Linked DNA regions of Mus musculus: region 2 is linked to region 1. Evidence: chromatin contacts called from public Hi-C data. All regions are on one chromosome and are shown on one strand. The core of a region is the stretch at or near the end of the contact, and the rest is flanking DNA. Distances in the headings are between cores, read along the strand shown. Region 1 has its middle 200 kb from the start of Gm32590. Region 2 has its middle 170 kb from the start of Mir21c.

Region 1 (5,937 bases), core at 2,203-4,702:
CCAAAGCTGAACAGACATGCACATATACATGCATGTATACAACTCCATATGTCATATGATCCAAGTCTCACTGTATACTAGAAAAGCTGGAATAGTCTACAGAGAAAGCTCATCAGTTATTGCCTAGAAGTGGATCCGAGCATTCTGAGACTAATTTCACAAGAACAGCAGAGATTTATGTTTTCACTGGGGTATTTGGCATATATATATATATATTATACATACATATATATGACTAATGGAATACTATTGTTATTAATGTATGCATATGCCTTAGTTAGGGTTGTGAACAGACAATCCTAACTGCTGTGAACAGACACCATCACCAAGACAACTCTTATAAAGGACAACATTTAATTGGGGTTGACTTACAGGTTCAGATGTTCAGTCCATTATCATCAAGGTGGGAGGATAGCAGCATTCAGGCAGGCATGGCACAGGAGGAGCTTAGAGTTCTACATCTTCATCTGAAGGCTGCTAGCAGAATACTGGCTTCCAGGCAACTAGGACTAGGGTCTTAAAGCCCATGCCCACAGTGATACACCTACTCCAACAAGGCCACACCTCCAAATAGTGCCACTCTCTGGGCCAAGCACATTCAAACTATGTCAGCATATGTGTGTGTGCATGTATGCATATGCATACTGAGGCCAGAGGATAGCCCTGGGTACCATTCTCAGGAACACCATTCAAGTTCTTCGAAACAAGGTCAGTCTCCCTGATCTGGAGCTTGCTGACTAGGCTAGACTGGTTATCTGTTGAGCCCCAGAGATCTTCTTGTCTCAAGCTCCACTACCATGACTGGTTTTTGTAACATGGATTCCAGGGATGAACTCAGAACCATGCTTGGATGGTAAGTACTTTACTGACTAAGCTAGCTCTACGACTCTTGCAGGCATAGTTATATTTCACTGTGTGTCAGTTTCATTTTGATCAATGTGGATTGAGTTGCTTTATAAAACCATTTGCCTGCATGGGCTTATTTTTCAGCGTCTAAATGCCTACCTCCTGTCATGCCTCAGTGATTCAGGTAGGTCTATATCACAACACAGCCTCCCACTCACCTAGGAGTCTTCTACTTAACATCCCATCAGCAGCAGCACCTTGCTGAGCTATGCTTTCTTGTTTGTGTGCTGTACATCTATAGACATCTCTTGCAATTCTTTGGATATGACTAAAACAATTTCTCCTGGTTGAATTCATCCCAAATTCCCTTTGTTTAATGTCCAGTGTTCATCAGGTAAAACATTGTTGGCTTGAGGATAATAATTGGATCATTTGTTCCCTTAGGATAATTAAACCAATATCTATGGGTTTCTGGCTTGTTCTGTACCCAATATTCTGGGTGCTCTGCAGTGTCCCCAAAAGTATAAGAACTGCAGGCCATTAACCACATTATATAAAGGTGAACCTTTAGCAGAAGAAGCAGATGCTTAAACATGCAGCAGCTGTGAAGGGATATGTGTTCAAAATCAGAACAGGCAATATATGGTAAGGGTCTGAGGAATTCAGAGAACTGGAAAGGCATTCTCAGGTAGTAATAGGTAATGCGAAATTTTTATGAAAGAGATGAAATTTAACTAAGCTCAGAGCAACCTCATTCCTCTGAATGTTCTTCCTGGGACCGTTATATTCTCCCTTGGGTCATTTCAGGCTCTCTTCTCCGGAACTCAAAGGAAAAATGGGGTCATTTCCTAACAAAGCCAGTGGTGCTAGAGTACACTTCAGGGAATTTACTGTGAAAATATGCAAAATGGGCACCTCTGGATCACAGCCAGGAGAGGCTATGAGGACAGTTTCTGCTTCCCAGTTTGTTTTTTGCCATCTTAATTTCAACTTGCTTTCTCTGCTGCTCAGTACACCGTGGGGGATACACAGATCTTTGACGCTGCAAACTCTCAGACAGCAAACTTTCTTGCTGGAACTAGGAGAAAGCAAAAGAGTAGCAGAAGGGACAGCAGGTTGATAAGCAGACATTCCTAATGGAGGACATGGGAGGACCACAGCACAGGATGCTCTGCTTTCTGTCTCTGGAGTCCATCAGGCACGTTGTCTAAATAATTAAGATGGAGCTGCTCTGGAAAGTAACACTGGGAAGACATGCTCTGCCTGACACTACCCCCAGAATGCACCTCAGCCATGATAAGGGCTCTTGCTTCTCTCCTGCTACTCATAATTGGCTCTGCTGTTGTGGCTCCATTGGAGGTGTTTATATTCAAGTGAAAGCATTTACCATTAAAGACAGGGACTCTGGTAGTCTACACTAGCCTAAAACCAGCTGTGTAGTCAAGAATAGCATTGGGTTTGTATTATTTCTGCCTCTATCTCCCAGATGAGCATAATGAGTATTGCTTGCGGCAGTACATTCACTGTACCTAAAATAATTCCAAATTTCAAGCTGTATTTGTGTGCTTATGTATGTATCTGTGGGTGCTTGTTCCTGTGTGTGGGTGATTTGAAGGCCAGAGGTTAGCCTTGTCTGCTACTGTTTAGGGGCTGAGACATGGTCTCCTTTTGACTTGGAGATCACCAAAGTAGGCCAGGCAGGCTGACCAGTGAGCCCCAGAGAAATAGAGTGGGATTAAAAGTGCACATGCCATACATGTCTTTGTTTTTCTGTGGGTTCTGGGAATTGAACTCAGTCATTTATGCTTATGAAGGAAATACTTTAGCAACTGAGCCAACCACCAGCCCCAATAACTGAGTATTTCTTTAAAACCCAGTAAAACTTCTTCATAATGTATAGTATATAGTCATAATATAGTATATAAATTGGTTATGCTTGCTCTCCTCAGGCTGGGTAGCTCACACAGAAGAGACCTAGTGTTAACTTAGTCCAGGGCATGGCCATTGTCTCTATCTTTGATGCCCACAGCACCTAGAATTCTGTCTCATCTTTTGTCTTCTTTACCCTCAACAGATGTTTTGTTGGTATCCTTATGTTAAAAGTAGAGGGAAAGAAAGGGGCCTTTGTAGCACACTAGTGACAGGAGATGGCATAGTCTGAATGCCACTTGAATGAGTCCTGGTGTGATGGATGAACTCCTAATGAGAACCACACAGCCTGTGGCTAGTGCTGGGGCTCTAGGCCCTCTTGGGTCACAAGCTGTCACTGTGCCCAAGTGCACTCTGCCCGGGTTGAGGGGTCACCATTCTGCTCTTTTAATGAGGAATCCTACTTTTCATGGTGTTTTATTGGTCTGGAGCTGGTGTTGACAACATATTATTTTTCAAGAGGTGACATTTTTTTCTGCTAGGCAGTGTCTTTGAGGCAGTGGGCATGACTGTGGCAATCACACAAATGTAAGTGATGTTGTAGTGTGTTGAACAAAGGTAGAGCTGGTGGAGGTTGTGTTTGTGTGATCTGGGGGTGGATGGGGCTCAGATGACTGTCAGCAGCCATTGGCTGAGCTTCACCCTCACCTCCCACACTTGCCTTCCCCATCCTCAGAGGTTTGTTTCAGACAAGTTGCCTGTGTCACTAGTTAGGGATGATGACTATGAAAGGACTTGAGCCCACACAGGGACATGCGTGACAAATTATCCTGACAAGAATGCCACTACGATATTAGCAGCTCGTTAAAAGAGCTGGGTGAAACTCATCTTGGCTTTGATCAATTTTCTGCTAGCATTTCAAGGCTTTGGACAAATTCCCCAGCCCCTCCCACCCTACCCCAGTTTTGTGTTGTTAAAGCTGTTCTTGGCAGAGCTTTCCAAGGGCTGTGAGAGTCTGCTGACATACTCACCAAATCCCACAGATGTACATGCCTGGTTTAGGAAGAAGAAATGGAATATGAACTGAGAATTTTTATTTGCACTTAAAATATAAACAATAAACTTGGATAATATAATCTGTGATGCTCACTCCAGCTATTAGATTCTAATGAGAGGGCATGAACAATGGTCTGGAAGGGAAGGCCCTGGGATCGGTTTTCTGGGCCTGAGAATCTTAAAGCAGGAATGACCTGTGGGAAATGGCCAGGCCAAACACATTGCTGATGACAACTCTAATAAGTAGACACAGGTGACAGGAAAGTCCAGACTTCCTGAATTCCTGGAGTTTGTTCCATTCCCTTCACCACTGCTATAGGGGACAGTGGGACACCAGGGTCTGAGTCTGCCAGAGGAAATGAACAGTAAAGACACATATATGTGTACATATGTGTACTGTTGTTTGTTGACATGGAGACAGGCAGGTCTCTGATTTTTAGGGTAAATTGACAGAATGCAGACAATAACTGTCACCATAGTCTTAGGGAGAATTTGTTCTCTGAGGACTCTTCTTAGAGACTGGGGAGGCTCACTCACTTCAGGATAATTTCTTTTTCTCAAATTCTACTGCTTACAGATGATATTGATCACTCCTAAAATCTTTCTAGTGCAAGGCTGAGCCTTTCATACTGCTGTATTCCTACTGGTTTAGAGATTTCAGATGGGCCTAAGACCATCAAGTTCTGCAATAAGGAAATTATGGCATGCCTTACATAAAGACTACATGATGTGTATCTGTTAAGTGATGATCATTGCCCTGCATGAGGTTCTCTCAGGCATGAATTCTGTTGCTGCTGGCATGAAGTTCTATATTCTGTGGGTGTTACATGTCTGTTTTGTATATGTAAATATTTTTAAATGGAAACAGAGAAAGACAGAATGAGGATAAGAATAAAAGAACTATGGAAACTTTAATATTGTACCTATGGAATTATCTAGACCATTGAGACCCAGTGAGAAGCCAGAACAATAATAAAGGAAGACTAGAAGCAAGAGAATATGTATTTGTATGAGTTTATGTAAATTCCCATAAGCATATGAAAAACAACTGGTTTTAAAGGTGGGAAGGGATTGCTAGTGACTGAACTCCATGTGTCTCAAGCACTAAGCATGAACTCTTCTACTGAGCCACACCCCCAGTGCCTTGTAACTAACTTAAAATCTAATGGTTAGAATCTAACGATTAAAATAGAACACTTAATTTTCCTATTTTCAATGAACGGGTAGCTTCCCAATTTCTTCACTGAACGAATAATAGGCCTGTCTATATCATCACAGGTAGTCTCCCTCTCTTCATTAAATGGTAGTTTTATTCTCTTTTCATTTAATGGTTAGCTTTCCCTTTTCTTCATTGGATTCTTGGCCTTCCTCTCTATTCATTGATTGGCTCCCCCCCCCACCAACCCCCTTACTTTGATTGGTTGGCCTCCCCTCTTTCTCATTGATTGGTTGAGCTCTCCCTCTCTATTGACTGGTTACAAATCCTCTCTGTTAGTTGAATGGTTACTTCCCCCTCTTTTCATTGAATGCTTAGCCTTTCTCTTAGTCTTCATTGAATAGTTAGCCTCCCATTCCTTCACTGAATGGTTAACATCCCTCTTTCTTCACTCAATGGTTATTTTTCTTCTCTTCATTGACTGGTTGGCCTCTCCTTCTCATCATTGAATAGTTAGACTCTCTCTGTAGTTAATGGTTGTCTCCTCTCTCTCCATTGAGTGGTTAACTTCCTACTCTCTTTAATGAATGGCTAACCTCTCATTTACTTCATTGAGTGATTATCCTCCTTCTATCTTCATTAAACAGTTATTCTCCCCCAAGTGATTAGCTCCCTTCTCCCTTCACTGATGGTTAGCCTCCCCTTCGCTTCACTGAATGATTATCCTCCCTCTCATTTCATTATATGGTTAGCCTCCCTCTTTATTCATCCAATAACTAGCTTTCCACCCTCATCAATGATTTAACTCCCGTTCTTTCTGTTGAACGACATAGCTCTCACTCTCTTCAATGAATGATTAGTTTCTCTTTATCTTCGTTGGTTAACTTTGTGTAAGCCAAAGAAAACACATTAAAGCTGTATGTTTTCTAGTAATGTTTATCTACCTGTTCTGTGAGACACCACGTAGAGTTCTTGCCTTTGAGAATTTCTTTGGAGGAAATGAACTATAG
Region 2 (5,538 bases), core at 241-2,740, 100 kb after region 1:
GTATGTCTGTGTTTCAGCTGGAAAACACAAGCCTCTGCTTTGGATTTGATTCCTTGTTAGAGTAGCCATGTTGGCAGATTAAAATCTCTCTACCCTTATGTATTGGAGGGAGGGAAGTGTGCCAACGCATAAATGTAGAGGTCAGAGATCAAACTGAGAGTCCTTCTTTACTCCCTATTTGAGTCCTTGAGATCAAACTCAGCATGCCAGGTTTAGCAGCAAGTACCTTTACTGAGCCATGTAGCTTGCCCTGTTGTTTTAGTTTTCTTGAGACAGGTCTCATATAGTCCCCATTGGCCTCAAACTCACTATATGAGGATAAGGGTCGTCTTGTACTTCTGATACATTTTTATTTTTAAGCTTTTGTTGTTGTTTGCCTGATTGTTTTTAAAGACAAAGTCTCACTCAGTTGCCTATCTGTGCTGGAACTTACTGTATTTAACCCACAGTAATTTCTGTTGTCTCAGCCTGGGATTAAAGGTGTCAGGTAAAAAGCCTTGCATCTTTGCATTTTTGAAACTATGCTACAGTAGCCCTTCCTCAAAGTAAGGCAATTTTTCTGTGGGAAGAATCATGCCCAGGCCAAGTACTGATACTTTGAATTCTAACTCCCTAGATTTCCACATGATTGTCAGAAGACAAAGTATAGAAGAAAGGATTAGAAATTTTAAAGTCCAATTCTAATATATTTTTCATTACCTCTAATGAGTTCACTCCTGTGTGTTTTGTGCCCATTATATGGCTAAAAACAGCAAAAGCCAGAAAAAAATCCCAGCAAAGAAAGGGGAAGTGGGTATAAAGACCAATCCTCTACCAAGAAGCTCTCTACAATACAATACATGCTGGGAGCAGGAAAGTCAGTCAGCCATACTGCTCAGGAGTGGCTCTGGCCAACATAAAATAGACTCCATGATTTTTGTGTGCTTTTGTTTTGGTATTTTTGTCTTTTGACTTTGGTTATTTGCTTTCATTCCTTTTTCTTTTCTTTCCTTGGGAGGGAGGGAGAGAGAGAGAGAGGGAGAGAGAGGAAGGGAGGGAGAGAGAGAGGGAGGGAGGGAGAGAGAGGGAGGGAGGGAGAGAGAGAGGGAGAGGGAGGGAGAGAGAGGGAGAGAGGGAGAGAGGGAGAGAGAGAGAGAGAGAGAGAGAGAAAGAGAGAGAGAGAGAGAGAGAGAGAGAGAGAGAGAGAGAAATTTAAATGGATAGGGAGGTTGGGGGACCTGGGAGGAGTTAGGAGTGAAGGAAAAATATGATCACAGTATACTGTATGAAAAAAATAAGCCAATAAATACAAAAAAGGAAGGAAACTGGAGAAAAAGAAAAACTCTGGAAAGAAAAAGGTCCAGGTTGAGGAACATACCAGAGCTCAGAGACAGCAGGCTTCCTTTACCAAGACCCTCACACCTGTGCTCCCAGGCACCAGCCCTGCAGGAGGCTTGGAGTATTAACCCAGAACAACTGAGGTTCTCAGAGGAGGTGGGGAAAAACACTTGGGAAAACCTCTCTCCAGAACAGAAGTCTTATAAAATGCTACCAGAGGGCTTCAATATCCACTGTTTCAGAAAATAGCAGAATTTAGGTTCGGTATGTTGTGGCAATGTGGAGTCATAGTAGGAGGTCCTTACAAGCACACTGGAGCTCTACAAAGCCAGGCTGACTTGTCCTAGAGGCAGCTGTTCTTGCCTTTCAGAAAGTCTTGGGATCAACCTAAGAGTTGGGCCAGCTTCCCTTCTCTTTCCGATATATTGTCTTTCTTAACTTGAACAAAAAGACTTGTGTAGTATATATGTGGTATATGTGGGTAAGCATAAGCAACATGAGCTGTCAGCTTCCTTCCCAGACACCTAGGAAGTCATTTGTAAGTTTTATAGAGGACAACATTTTATATGATATAAAATAAGGTAATAAAATAATATCAAGTTAAATTAAACCAGGCTGAACGTAATCCAGAGATACAAAGACCGGTAGTATTTGAGTGAGAAAATAAATGGGCAAAGAATAGGTTTCAAGCACAAACCAGATCACTCTGGACCCTTCTAATCTAATTAAAAACCTTTCAGCCAGGCTCTGTTAGTTTGGTTTTCCATGCTTTTCCACCCGAATGTTGTGGTTCTGGGAAGCCCGAGGCCGTCTGATGCTCTGAGTGATAGAGACCTGCTAATGCGGTTCCTGGAAGGAATGATGGCTTTTCTCTGTGTGCAGTTTCTACTCCAGCCCACCTGAAACCACTCCCCATGCTTGTTATAGATCTTGGCTTAAAAGCCATTTCCCATCCCCTGAAGTGCAGCCATCACTCCTGGGACTATTTATGTCTGAAATTTATGAGCGGATGCGTCTCCACATTGTATCTGGTGGAGACCTTAAGGTTGCATTTGTGAATCCTCTTTCATTAAAACAGAGACATAATGATGGTCATACATTGCAGGGAAATCAAGCTGATCTTCCCCACAAAACTACCTCCATATTTGCTTCCTCTCTGTGTTCAGATTTCCATAGTGGCAGCCATAGTATTATTTTAACAGTTATAATTCTCAATCACGTGTTTCTCCTTGTCACTCACTTTTCTTAGTGATCACATGTTAATCTGTTGTACAATGTCCAACACTATACATTTTGCAATACATTGCCACAGGCAGACTGCATCTTGCTGTTTCTTCATTCATACATTCATAATAATTCATAATGCGAAGCAATACAAAACCTGGCTACATGCTTGTGCGTTATGAATTATTTTCTCAGGAGAGAGGCTCTAGAATGGAGCCTCTGGGTTTCTCTGTCTGTTGTTTGTCACATTAGTTGCTTTTCCCAAAAGGGTTGAGATGGATCCCGGCAGTGATAATATAATGCCAGCAATAATACAGCAATAACGCCGTTCTCAGTGACTTTTTGATACTATGTTTTTTTGCTAATTCAGATAAAATAGCTCCTCCACTTTGCTTTAGTATGTGTTTCTGTTTCTGCATGTGAAGGCAGAAGTTATTTCCCAATGTTTGCTCTTTGCATTTCCTCTTGTACCAATTATTAGAGCGACATATTTTTTTTTTAGATTTTATTATTTATTTTATATGTAAGTACACTGTCATTGTCTTCAGACACACCAGGGGAGGGAGTCAGATGTCATTAAGGATGGTTGTAAGCCACCATGTGGTTGCTGGGATTTGAACTCAGAACCTTCGGAAGAGCAGTCAGTGCTCTTAACCGCTGAGCCATCTCTCCAGCCCCCTAGAGCGACATATTTTATCATTTCTCGATGCCCTACATCCATCAGATTTTTAATGGGGTTTAGAAATCAGTGCAGCCAATAAGGTGTCAGGGATCAACCTGATCTTGCCATTATCCTCAGCAGGGTTTGGCAATGTTATTCTTCACCCATTCTCAGACATTACCAAGGAGCTGTTGTTTGGTTTCTGCTTTAGCACACATATGTGGTCCATATTCCATTGCACTGTGGTGAAAGTCAGCAGCAGCAGCAGCCCAAGTCAGTAACTCAAAGTTAGCAGCCGACTAACCAGTGCTTGTTATGTAAGCAGGGCATCAACAATAGCACCAGTTACCTTTACAGAAGCAAACGCTTGGGCTAGGGATGTTGCTCATTTGGTAGAGTGCCTCTTGTGCATGAAGTCCTGGGCTCATCCGCAGCACTTCGTAAACGTCACATAGTGGCAAATACCTGTGATCCCAGCATGAAGGAGGTAAAGGCAGGAGGATCAGAAGTTCAAAGTCATCCTCAGCTAGATAGTGAGTGTCATCCTGGAGTACTAAAAATAAAATCTTTTAAGAAAAGCAAGCATACTATTTACTTTCATAAGATACTGATATCCATCACAATCATATTTTTAATCGCTGTTTATTTGCTTTATCTTCTTAGGAAACAAAAAAACAAAAAGGACCAAAACAAGTGTGTGTGTATGTATATGTGTGTGTGTTTATAATTATCTTTCTTGAGATTAGGGTTTTATTAATCTTGTTTTACACTTCCGAGCCTGGAACAGCAGGTAGACTCCAAGGAGGGTCTGCTGTCTTCAATAGCAACTGCAGCAAGTTCTTCTGAGTCTGGAGCATTCTCTGCTGGACTCTGCTGAAAAGGCTCACTGGAGTCTGAGAGGAGAGGAGAGAGAGCGTGCAGGCTGCCACCCCACTCTCTGAGAGTCACAACTCTCTTGTTATATAATTTCCCTCCATATCCTAAAAAAAGCCATTCCCTTGATAAAACATGCCCTTCTGTACCCTGTCCTCACAAAGCCTTTTCCTTCAGACCAAAGGCTGTGATTGCCATGGTTACCCAATGCTAGTAAGTAAGCAAGGGTACACTGGGTCCCCAGCTCATGCTACCCCGACTCCCATCAAGCCATAATCAGGACAATTTTCAAACATTGTGACCCTTGTCACCTATTCCTTTTTCTCAAGTGCCTGCTACCCTTCTAGGTTAAGTACTGAGCAGTGTGAACATAGGCTGAATTGGAAATGGAGGCAGAGCTGTGGAACATAACTGGGGGTGCTCCCACCTTGCTCATCAGGAGGGCAGTTGAGTCCAGAGTTCATCCTAGAGGCCTACTGCTGTCCCTGGGAATGAAGTGCTTTAAATTCTCCCAGGAATAGATGTAGTCTGATGATGATGCTTTTACTAGGAGCCTTGACCAAGGGGAGGATCTAAAGGACATATTAACATGATTCATCTTCAGGCTCCTTACCTTAGACCCTCTTCCTTTTATATCCTGAAGGTTTGTAACTATTGCCCATTGCTATGACCAAAAGTAGTGTAAGGTAGAAAGGGTTGGGTTTTGGCTCAGAGTTTGAGAGTGTGGTCCATCATGGTGGAGAGGGCACAGCAGCAGGATCCTGAGACAGCTGCCACACTGCATCCATACAAGAGAGAAGAATGCTGGTTCCCAGCTAGCTTCCTCCTATTCATTCAACTCCAGCTCATGCTGTGTTACTCACATTCAGGGCTTGTTCCCTCCTCCTTTCGGCTTCTCTGGAAACATAGGCACAGAAACACTCAGGGTTCTGTTTTTCAGGTGACCCAAAATTCAGTCAGGCTGACAGCAAAGATTCACCAAAACAAAGACAAACATTATTTTTCATAGAAAACCGTTCCCTTCCTAAATTTACGTTACTTCAACTCAAAGTGCACTGTTTGACCTTATCATGTCTGAGTTAGACAGTGAGATCTCCTGCCTCAGCTCTCTCCTGGATTTTGCTTATACCAAAGCTATCCTTCCCTGGGCCCATCTCTTCAGACTATTCTCAGACAATTGACTACCTGGTTCCATATATAGAACCAAGACTTTGACTAGACAGTGCACCATACTACACCTCTGCTCTAACTGGCTGTATTAGTTGTTTATCTCATTGCTGTAACCAAACACCTGACAGGAAACAGCAGGATAGAATGATTTATTCTGGCTCACAGTTTAAGAAAGAAATCAGTCCATCATGGCAGGGAAGACTGGGTAGGGGAGTAAGGTATGTGATTATATTAAACTGACAGGAAGATGTGAGGCTGAGACATAAAATCTCAAGGCCTGCCTCCAGTGACTC

What was found. A called contact is a pair of places that touch in the nucleus more often than the background predicts.
Region 2: a contact with region 1 is called in a Hi-C map of the N1E-115 cell line, with 4 times the contacts expected there. The contact joins two enhancer-like sites. A contact is called at or near these places in 4 of 484 Hi-C or Micro-C datasets (the N1E-115 cell line, nephron progenitors, psoas muscle and 1 more).

What each region holds. Positions count from the first base shown.
Region 1 is chr8:128,000,514-128,006,450 of GRCm38.p6, forward strand. No RefSeq gene overlaps it. Among named protein-coding and RNA genes, the nearest start is that of Gm32590, 200 kb to the left of the region's middle. Within about 2 kb of position 3,453, at least 27 of the 459 cell types and tissues checked have an H3K27ac peak or open chromatin away from gene starts, as enhancers often do. A contact at or near this core is called in the N1E-115 cell line, where this site is marked.
Region 2 is chr8:128,105,096-128,110,633 of GRCm38.p6, forward strand. No RefSeq gene overlaps it. Among named protein-coding and RNA genes, the nearest start is that of Mir21c, 170 kb to the right of the region's middle. Within about 2 kb of position 1,491, at least 2 of the 459 cell types and tissues checked have an H3K27ac peak or open chromatin away from gene starts, as enhancers often do. A contact at or near this core is called in the N1E-115 cell line, where this site is marked.